2 separate regions of the Danio rerio genome follow, and region 2 is linked to region 1. A link is a contact called in public Hi-C data. All regions are on one chromosome and are shown on one strand. The core of a region is the stretch at or near the end of the contact, and the rest is flanking DNA. Distances in the headings are between cores, read along the strand shown. Region 1 holds the start of zgc:153031. Region 2 overlaps polr3b (polymerase (RNA) III (DNA directed) polypeptide B).

What was found. A called contact is a pair of places that touch in the nucleus more often than the background predicts.
Region 2: a Hi-C map of embryo shows a contact between it and region 1, with 2.3 times the contacts expected there. The contact joins the enhancer-like site here to the promoter of zgc:153031 in region 1. A contact is called at or near these places in 1 of 18 Hi-C or Micro-C datasets (embryo) and 1 of 4 datasets of contacts at active chromatin or transcription factors (caudal fin).

What each region holds. Positions count from the first base shown.
Region 1 is chr18:16,484,037-16,488,681 of GRCz12tu, forward strand. zgc:153031 reads left to right here and starts at 2,738. Exons shown (of 6, transcript NM_001044830.3): 1 at 2,738-2,938; 2 at 4,138-4,187; 3 at 4,289-4,394. The coding sequence starts at 2,832. cry1b (cryptochrome circadian regulator 1b) reads left to right here. Exons shown (of 13, transcript NM_131790.5): 13 at 1-127.
Region 2 is chr18:16,764,036-16,768,680 of GRCz12tu, forward strand. polr3b (polymerase (RNA) III (DNA directed) polypeptide B) reads right to left here. Exons shown (of 28, transcript XM_021467775.2): 9 at 3,916-4,024; 10 at 1,059-1,181. Among named protein-coding and RNA genes, the nearest start is that of polr3b, 8.3 kb to the right of the region's middle. Within about 2 kb of position 2,371, at least 8 of the 62 cell types and tissues checked have an H3K27ac peak or open chromatin away from gene starts, as enhancers often do.

The DNA of each region.
Region 1 (4,645 bases), core at 1,488-3,987:
TAACTTCTTTTTTTCTTGCTCATTTACAGACTTGCCATTGTATATTTTTTATACGAGAGATAATACATTTTTTGATTGCCGTAATGTCTTCTTTATAAATCACCATTAAAACATTATAGACCCTTTACTAGGTTTCAGTGACTGATAACCTGTTCATCAGTGTATGCACTTGAAATGGTGTTATTGACTAAAGGGATGTTAATTATGATCGGTGTTGTTTAGTTGGAACACATTTAATCATATTGCGGTTTTATTTTGTATGAATTGCATATTCTTTACATGAATTTTGTAGTCAGACAACTACAATAATTAAATTAGTTACAGTGTATGCATTCCTAAGAACTTAATTTAGGCTAATTTAAAGCAGATTTTCTATAATACGTCACAGTTAGACTACTGAAATGCACTTCAAATCTCAGATTTCTCGCTTTCAGCTGGTCCAAAATGCTGTGTTGAGATTTATGTGTAATAGCAGAAAACATGACCACATTACCCCTCTTGTGGGGGTCTCCATTGGCTGTCCGTCCAATTCAGAATTGATTTTAAAGTACTTTTACTGGTATATAAATCCCTTAATCTAGCCCAAACCTATCTCTCAGAGCTGTTGCATTTTTACACTCCCGTGAGAGCTCTTAGATCAAGTGATCAAAATCTAATTCCTCAGTCCAGATTGAAATGTAGAGGGGACAGAACTTTCTCTGTGGCGAGTCCTCGGTTATGGAACACCTTGCCCCTTGAGATTAAAATGGTTCCATCATTATCTATTTTTAAATCACTTTTAAAACGTACCAGTTTAGCTTGACTGTTTATTATTATTTTAATAGTCCTTTATACTTTTTTTTCAGTCGTTTCTCTTGTCTTATTTATGTTTTTATAATCTGTCTTTTTATTTTACTTTGTCAGAGCATTTTGGTCAGTCTTTTTAAATGTGCTCTATAAATTGAACTTGAAACTGAACTTTAAATAGTTATATATTGGTTAAATAATGTATAATATACATTAAATAATCTTAACAAATATTAAGCTTTTAAATTATGTATAAATCTCAATTAAAAAAAATAAATAAAAAGTATACACATGACTGGTTTTCCATGCAGGTCACATATAAGTACTGGATAAATCAAATCTGCCTTTATTTTGTGACAAGTAGCCATGTAATAAGTGGAATAATGTACATTTTGGCGGTTGTTTTCACAGAATAAAGCCCTTCAGTGTTATATGATTGTGACGTGAGATGTACATTTCTCTTACTCATTAGATATTTTAAGCTAATTCTAAAATGATTTATGAAAGACAATAAAACACTGAAGGCTTGAATGATGGCACTGGAAAATTCATCTTTAAGGGAATAAATTTTAGATAATATAATATACATTCAACATGCCATTAATAATGCTGATTTTACTGTTTATTCTGTGAGAACAACCTACTGTATATACACTCACCGGCCACTTTATAAGGTACACCATATAAGTACCGGGTTGGACCCCCTTTTGCTATCAGAACTGCCTTCGTGGCATAGATTTAACAAGGTACTGGAAATATTCTTCAAATATTTTGGTCCATATTGACATGATAGCATATTGGATTGAGATCTGGTCACTGTGGAGGCCATTTGAGTACAGTGAACTCATTGTCATGTTCAAGAAACCAGTCTGAGATGATTTGCGCTTTATGACATGATGCGTTATCCTGCTGGAAGTAGCCATCAGAAGATGGGCACACTGTGGTCATAAAGGGATAGACATGGCCAGCAACAATACTCAGGTTGGCTGTGGCATTAATATGATGCTCAATTGGTAGTAATGGGCCCAAAGTGTGCCAAGAAAATATCCCTCACACCATTACACCACCACTACCAGCCTGAACCGTTGATACAAGGCAGGATAGAACCATGCTTTCATGTTATTGACGCCAAATTCCTACCATCCGAATGTTGCAGCAGAAATTGAGACTCATCAGACCAGGCAACGTTTTTTTCAATCTTCTATTGTCCTATTTTGGTGAGCCTGTATGAATTGTAGCCTCAGTTTCCTGTTCTTAGCTGACAGGAGTGGCACTCCATGTGGTCTTTTGCTGCTGTAGCCCATCTGCCTCAAGTTTCGATGTATTGTGCATTGAGAGATGCTTTTCTGCATACCTCGGTTGTAACTGTTTGAACTGCAGCAGATCGTAATGACCATGTATAAATGCCCAAATGCATTAAGTTGCTACCATGTTGGCTGATTAGAAATTTGCGTTAGGGAGCAGTTGCTCAGGTCTACCTAATAAAGTGGCCGTTGAGTATACATTATTTCTTATTTTAACATTTCAAGATTCTATAATGCACAGAAAGTGAAAAAGAAGTGCATTAATTTTATTGTATTAGCATTTAAATATCATAAATTATTATTATTACTATTACATAGCATTGAACATGTGCATATACTGCTGCTTTTTGATCACTCTGTACTCACCACTAAAGACTATTGGCTAATAAATCCATATAGATAGATTAGGCTGAAAGCATTTTCAAAATGGCATATTTATATGGTTAATAATCCATGTGACACCAAATAATCGTGAACAACTTAATTTTATTTGCAAAAAAATAAGCTAGTGAAACTGACATATTAGCTTTTTGTTTGTTTTCTTTTTTGTCTGGTTCATTATTAATTTGAGACCGCCACTCCCATTGGATGTCACATGTTGACCCAAGCAGATGTTTTAAAAGCTCCATAATCTGTCTGTGTTTGAGGACGAGAGAGATGCGAACACTTTATCCAAATCCTACAGGACGACGGTAGTTTATTAAATAAACCAGATAACGCTCTGTTGGTGAAAAGACCTAAATGATGAACATCGAGGGGGAGGAGATGCGCAAGCCAATCCGGCTCATCGCAGCTGCCTGCAGGGATATGGGCATCGGGAAGGACGGACAGATTCCCTGGTGTCTTCCGTAAGAAATAGTTACCGTGTTCATTCAGATTAGCCAATGCTTATGTATGGTGAAAATTATGTTGGGGGGTACAATGACTTATTAATTCGACACATATACAAGCGTCTGACAAACAATTTGTCGAAATAAATCGGCCTTGAACATCTATATTTCTTTTTTTAGATAGAATAAATTTCAGGTTTAGTTACGGTATGCTAGGTATACAGTATAGTATGACGCTAGGCTAGCATGCAAAGCAGCACGTTTTACGATTATTAAATCACTAAAAGCATCACCTTACCTGTCTTTCTTCCGAAAATAACTTCAAAGAAACCTAAAATAGAAAAAAAACATGTTTTGTGGTAATAACAAATTATTTATAGTTTTGCTACATTGTCCACCATGGATATGTAACATCAAGTTTGTAGTAAAACTGTGGTTATACAAATGATAATCAATCAAAGCGTTTAGTACAATAAAACCAAGGCAAACTTGCATAAGGACTTGCTTCAGTTCTTGACCTTTTGGACTTAAAATCCAAGTAACAAGTTGTTGTACAATTGTGTACAATTCTGTAAATTAAATTATGTATTTTGTATTTGTGTATATGTATGGATATTATCAATGTTTGGCAGGATTTGCATAAAAAACTTAAACACAATCACACAAAACAGGGTTTTTACTAATATTAAGTTATATCAAACTTTAAAATAACAGTTTGTATAGTCTTGTTATCCACATAGGATCACAATAGCATATTTTGAGTCTGTTTTGTACTTTTTTTGTCATTTGTTATTAATATTTTTATTAATAGTATTTATTTTGCCCCAGTTTTGTATCCTATTGCTGGAATGTGCCATTGACCTTTAAAACTCAAACTGAGCGTCAGCAGGTTTGTGAATTGTGGAAACGTCGAGCCCCCCTCTGCCAGCCCATTGAGATAAGAGATAACAGCACGTGCAGTCCGATAGCATATGGGTTATAGGCAACAGGAATTTGCTTTATCTTTCTGGAAGAGAATATGATGTTGTCATAAAGCTGCTCATCCATACAAATTAAAAATAGGATCAATACATTAAGCTGATTTAGGCACGCCATTAACACATCAAAGATTTTTGTCATGCAGCTCAAATTGCATTTTGCACACTATGCAGTTATTAAAGTTGTACGGTGCTAAATACATAAACTACACAATCTGTGTCTAATGTGTTTAAATGCAGAAAAGAATTTCAGTTCTTACTGGATACAATAACAGCCGTGTCGGCACCCGGTAAGTGGTTTTAAATTTGTTTTGATGTATATTAAAGAGCATATCTTAATATTTAATTTTAGTAATAAAATAATTGAGGGTTTTTTTCCGGTGCACATCAGGGAAGAAGAATCTGATTGTCTGGGGCCGAATCTGCTGGTTCTCCTGTCCTGAGACGGTTTTTCCTTTGGCAAATTGCATAAATTTGGTATTGAGCAGAAAAATGATGTAAGCATCCATTCATTCATTTATTTATTTGTTTGTTTGTTTGAAAAGACATTGGTACTTGTATTCAGTGAGTATGTGATAAATTAATTAATGTGAAAATTATTATGTTACAAAGGCTTTATATAAAACACTGCTCTTTAGATCTTTTAGTTCATCAAATAAGCTTGAAAAATGCCACATATTTTTGAAATTGCATAAAATTTATAAGTGTTTCTGCATCAGATCATCATATGATTTCTGAAGGGTCATGC
Region 2 (4,645 bases), core at 1,121-3,620, 280 kb after region 1:
CTAATAGTTTTTACAAGTTAGTAAATACATTAACTAACAGAAACTAATGGAGCATTATTTTAAAGTGTTTTCATTTATTTGTATGTGAACACTTCTTTAGAAATGATATAATGGCATGGTTGCATTTTTATTATCCATTAACATAACATCAACCACAGTATATAAAAACTAATTCACAAATGAATAAATATTGTTAAACATTTGTTTTTAAAAGAGTTTTCGATATGAAGGATTAGAACGCAATGGTTTAAAATCCAATAAATTGTACTTTTGTCATAATTGTAAAATGTCCTAAGATCTATTTAAAAAAAACACTCTAACATGCAAATTTGATGCTACTTTTATTAGTAGTAATGCTAAAAACAAAAAATACATTTTTGTCAGGATTCTGCTTATTTTCCCCTAGGCAGATTTTTGCTACTTTTAAAATGAATACAATATTTTAAATGTGTTCAATATCACTTCTGATCACTGTAACATTCCTCCTGGAATATTATATATGGCCTATATATATATATATATATATATATATATATATATATATATATATATATATATATAAATAAATAACCCAATTTATACTAATATACGAAGCTCTTCCTCGTGTCTGTAATCCCTTGATGTTCAATCTAGCTGAAAACCCTTGACCGATTCTCAGTGCTAATAACACATCTTATCTAATTGAGGGCTGCTCTGGTCAATTGGTGCACACGTGTGGGCTCATTAGTGGACCTTTGATGAGGCCCGCACAATGTCACATCCACGCACACAGGCATTCACATCCGCTCAGACACTGGTTGCTAGGATGCAGATGTGGTCCTTGCTGACCCATTGATGTGTCTTTGTGATGAATAATAAATCTCAGATCCAGCATTTGATAATACACCTCAAAAATGGGGAAAAAAACCTAAAAAGTTGGACAACCAGATTATTTCTGCTATATGGTGATGATCTAGGCAAATGACTTTGAAAATACTTCTAGTGTCATTCAAGCTGGAACAATTGTTTTATGTATTATGCATTTACAAGCAATGCAAAGCAGTTTCTGTCTGGGGTACCTGAGTTTGGGTGAATATTTGAGCCTTCTGACACTCCTCCAAACTGGGAGCAAAAGCAGCCATTACATGTTCTTCTGTGCCAATCATTTGAACGATCTCCTGATCACTCTCCACTCCCATAGCCTGACGAAAGACAAAGAAATGAGTAGAGATGGTACTTAAAGCTCAATTATTCAATATTTTTAATGCCTAAACAGACCCAATCACTAAAACTGAAAGTGATCAAACCAGATTAGGCATGGGACGATAACCAGTTTCAAGGTTTACTGTGATTTGGAAAAGGTTTGTCATAGAATTCCTATGGTATATGTAAGGGTTTTTTTTTCAGTGTTTTTTATGTCTTGGAAAGAAATCTGTGTTTTTGAAACTAATAAACATAGCAGATGTTATTTATTTATTTTAATCAAGTAGCTTGACATGTTTACTGTTCCAAAACATTATAAATGTTTCCTAAAATAAAATATATTGTGTTCAATTGGGGAAAAAGTTGTTGCTATACAAAGATTTTTTTTTTAAATTATTTTATAGTAGTAATCACAATACCGTGATATTTTTTTTATCAAGGGTTATCATACCGCCAGAAACCTTTACCGGCCCAAATCCATCAATCACATTCCTCTCTGACCAATAGTGAGAGTTTGGGCTGTGTTAAGTGTAGCAGCCAGAAGGGTTGTGCAACATTTATTCTTTACAATGATATAATAACTATTCTTTTAACCAAACATGTCCCAAACCTGTCAAAAAAGTGTCTTTAGAGTCCGAAAACATTCACTGTGTGAAGAAGCCTATTAAAAAGCAATCAATATGAAACCATAATAATTTTTTTAAATATCCACTTGTTGACGTTTTTTTCCTTTTTATAAGATATAGAAATAGATAGACAAGTAACCATTTAGATGTCAATAACATACTTTGATGCCAATGGTTACAGGTTTACAGCTTTCATCGAATTATCTTCTTTTATATTCAACTCGCACAGGTTTGTAACAAGTGACAAGTGGGTAAATAATGACAGTTTTCATTTCTGTGTGAACTACCCATCTAACCACATAGCAACATCATTCAGTACTTAATGTATAATTACACGGTAACACAGACACAGCAAACAAATGTAACCATAAAAAACACATGCATGTCAAAGATCCCAAGCTTCATAATCTATACAGACACACACTAACATAAATAAACAAGTGTAGGACTCTGCTTTAAGGCAAAGGTGAATGTGATGGCACAGGTCTCGATGACATTTATTTATGCTAATGTGGGACTGTGGGAACAGGACTGGGTGGATCAGAGTGCTTAAAGGTCTCCACCGTTTGGCTCGGCTGCTGTGTTGCAAGGAAATCCTGCTGGAATGTGCTGTGGACAGACAAGTGCAAAGCAAACAAGCTTGACTGCCGATTTACTCCACACCCCATCCCCAACCGACCAGACCCATATGTTTAGAGAGTCTGGGCTAAGGGAATTACGACTAACATCCATCACCAGTCCACTGATCTGAGCTCTAATTATATATCCGTTTCAACTGACACATGACATTTAAGATGGAGAACTGCCAGCTAAAATGCACTGAAAGGATGCAAACAATATAAATACTACATAATATTTGAGGAAAGATTTTTTTTTTGGATGGCAAATGTATGTAATGAATGCATGAGAAATGATTAATGGGCTTTATGCACAGCTAGAGCTTTAAAGCTAACGATAAACTTCAGGTGAAATCTTAATGTGACTTCAATTTCACAAGGTTGTTATTACAGCACTGATGTTGTTATGTAATTCAAGTTAAAATAAACTGTCATATCTTAAAGACATGGCGGGAGGAAATGGAATTTAATGCAGTGCTTCTTGTCCAATCTGAGACCCACTTTATATTGTACAGTATATCTAACAGGCAGTGAAGATCGCTGATAATTAAAGAAATCAGATCTTAAACGTGACAATTTTGTAATAAAAAGACAGCTCATGGGAAGCCCTTGGGCTGCATGGCCAAAAATTAAAAGTCTTTGTGCATATAGCACAATATCATAATAGAAAGTTATAGTAACATTAAAAAGAAGGGTTCCCCAAAAAATCATTTAGCATTTCATTTGATTTTCTTTTGTTAAACACAAAAACTGATATTTTGAAGAATGTTGAAAACCTGCAGCCATTGATCTCTATGTTTTTATTTTATTATCTACTATGTATTTCAATAACACTCAGTTTCAAAAAACAGAAAAAAAACTCAAAGGTTTGAAAACTCTTGATGGCAAGTAAAAGATGAGCAAATTAAAATTTTTGAGTGAATAAAATAGGGTGAGTATGATGTTTTTAAAAGGTTTTTAATGCTTTCAAAGACTAAATTCAATAAAAATTCAGTAAACACAGTAACAATTAATTATGAATTAAATATGTAAATGTATTATAAATAATAAATGTATTCATGTGACTGCAAAGCTGAAAATCATTCTAATATTTTAAATTACTGCTTCATGTAAACATGTTATCAAGGCTAGAAACAAAAACACAATATTTTTGTGGAAACTGTGATACTGTTTTTCATTGTTCTTTGCTACTGTAACATACGTACATTACATACGTACATATGTACGGTTTAAAAATCTGATTTTACTTACAACAGATATACTTTGTATTATTATAACCTCCTAAAAATACATTTAAATTGCTGTACTTGGTGTTCAGAACCGTTTTTTGTCAAACAGCGCCATCTATTGGTTGTTAGCAGCATGTCTCCTGAGAGCTAAATACTGGACTGTATAAAGACAAATGCATATTATATCTTGCTAATTCAATTTAGCCGACAAAGACACAAAACAATCCTGCTTTAAACCAACATCTTCAGACAAATGCCCACCTTAAAGATGATAGCGATGGGTGCGTCTTCAGAGAGAGTGTTGTGCTTCAGGTAAAAGCGGCCCTGTTTCACAATCATGTTGGTTCTGCTCTTTTTCTCATGAGTAGAACTACAAACCAGACAAAATAAGAGAGATGAGTACAAAACAAAATCAAAGATTAAATTGATTTCACATAAATGAAAACCCTAACCAAAATGATGACATTATTTACTTACAAGAGCTTACCGTAAAGTGTTAACTACTGTACTTTATAATCCTATTTGCATTTCAAACTTTAGCTAACTCTGAAAATGTACATACAATAAAGAAATATGCAACAATGTAAAGATGTTTTTGTTATTACATCTCTCAAAGGAACAGTTCACCAAAAAAAGATCATTTATTTACCTTCAGGATGTTCCCACCTATATAAATGTCTTTGTTCTGCAACTCAAAGAAAGATCTTTGGAAGATATATGAAAGAATGTCAAGTAATCAATAGATCTCTCAACCAATTTACCCCCATAGTTAGAAAAATAATTACTATGGCAGTGTGTGGATGATAAATCCTGTTTGACCTTCTTTCAAACATCCTACTTTGTGTTTAGCACAAAAAGTGTCTAAATTATTAACATTTTTATTTTTTGAGTGAACTATCCCTTTAAAATTCCCCTATTTAGCTTCTCAAAATTGTAAACATACCATATACCACGATAATATCTTCAGAAATTATTACAAAAATATCAGAGC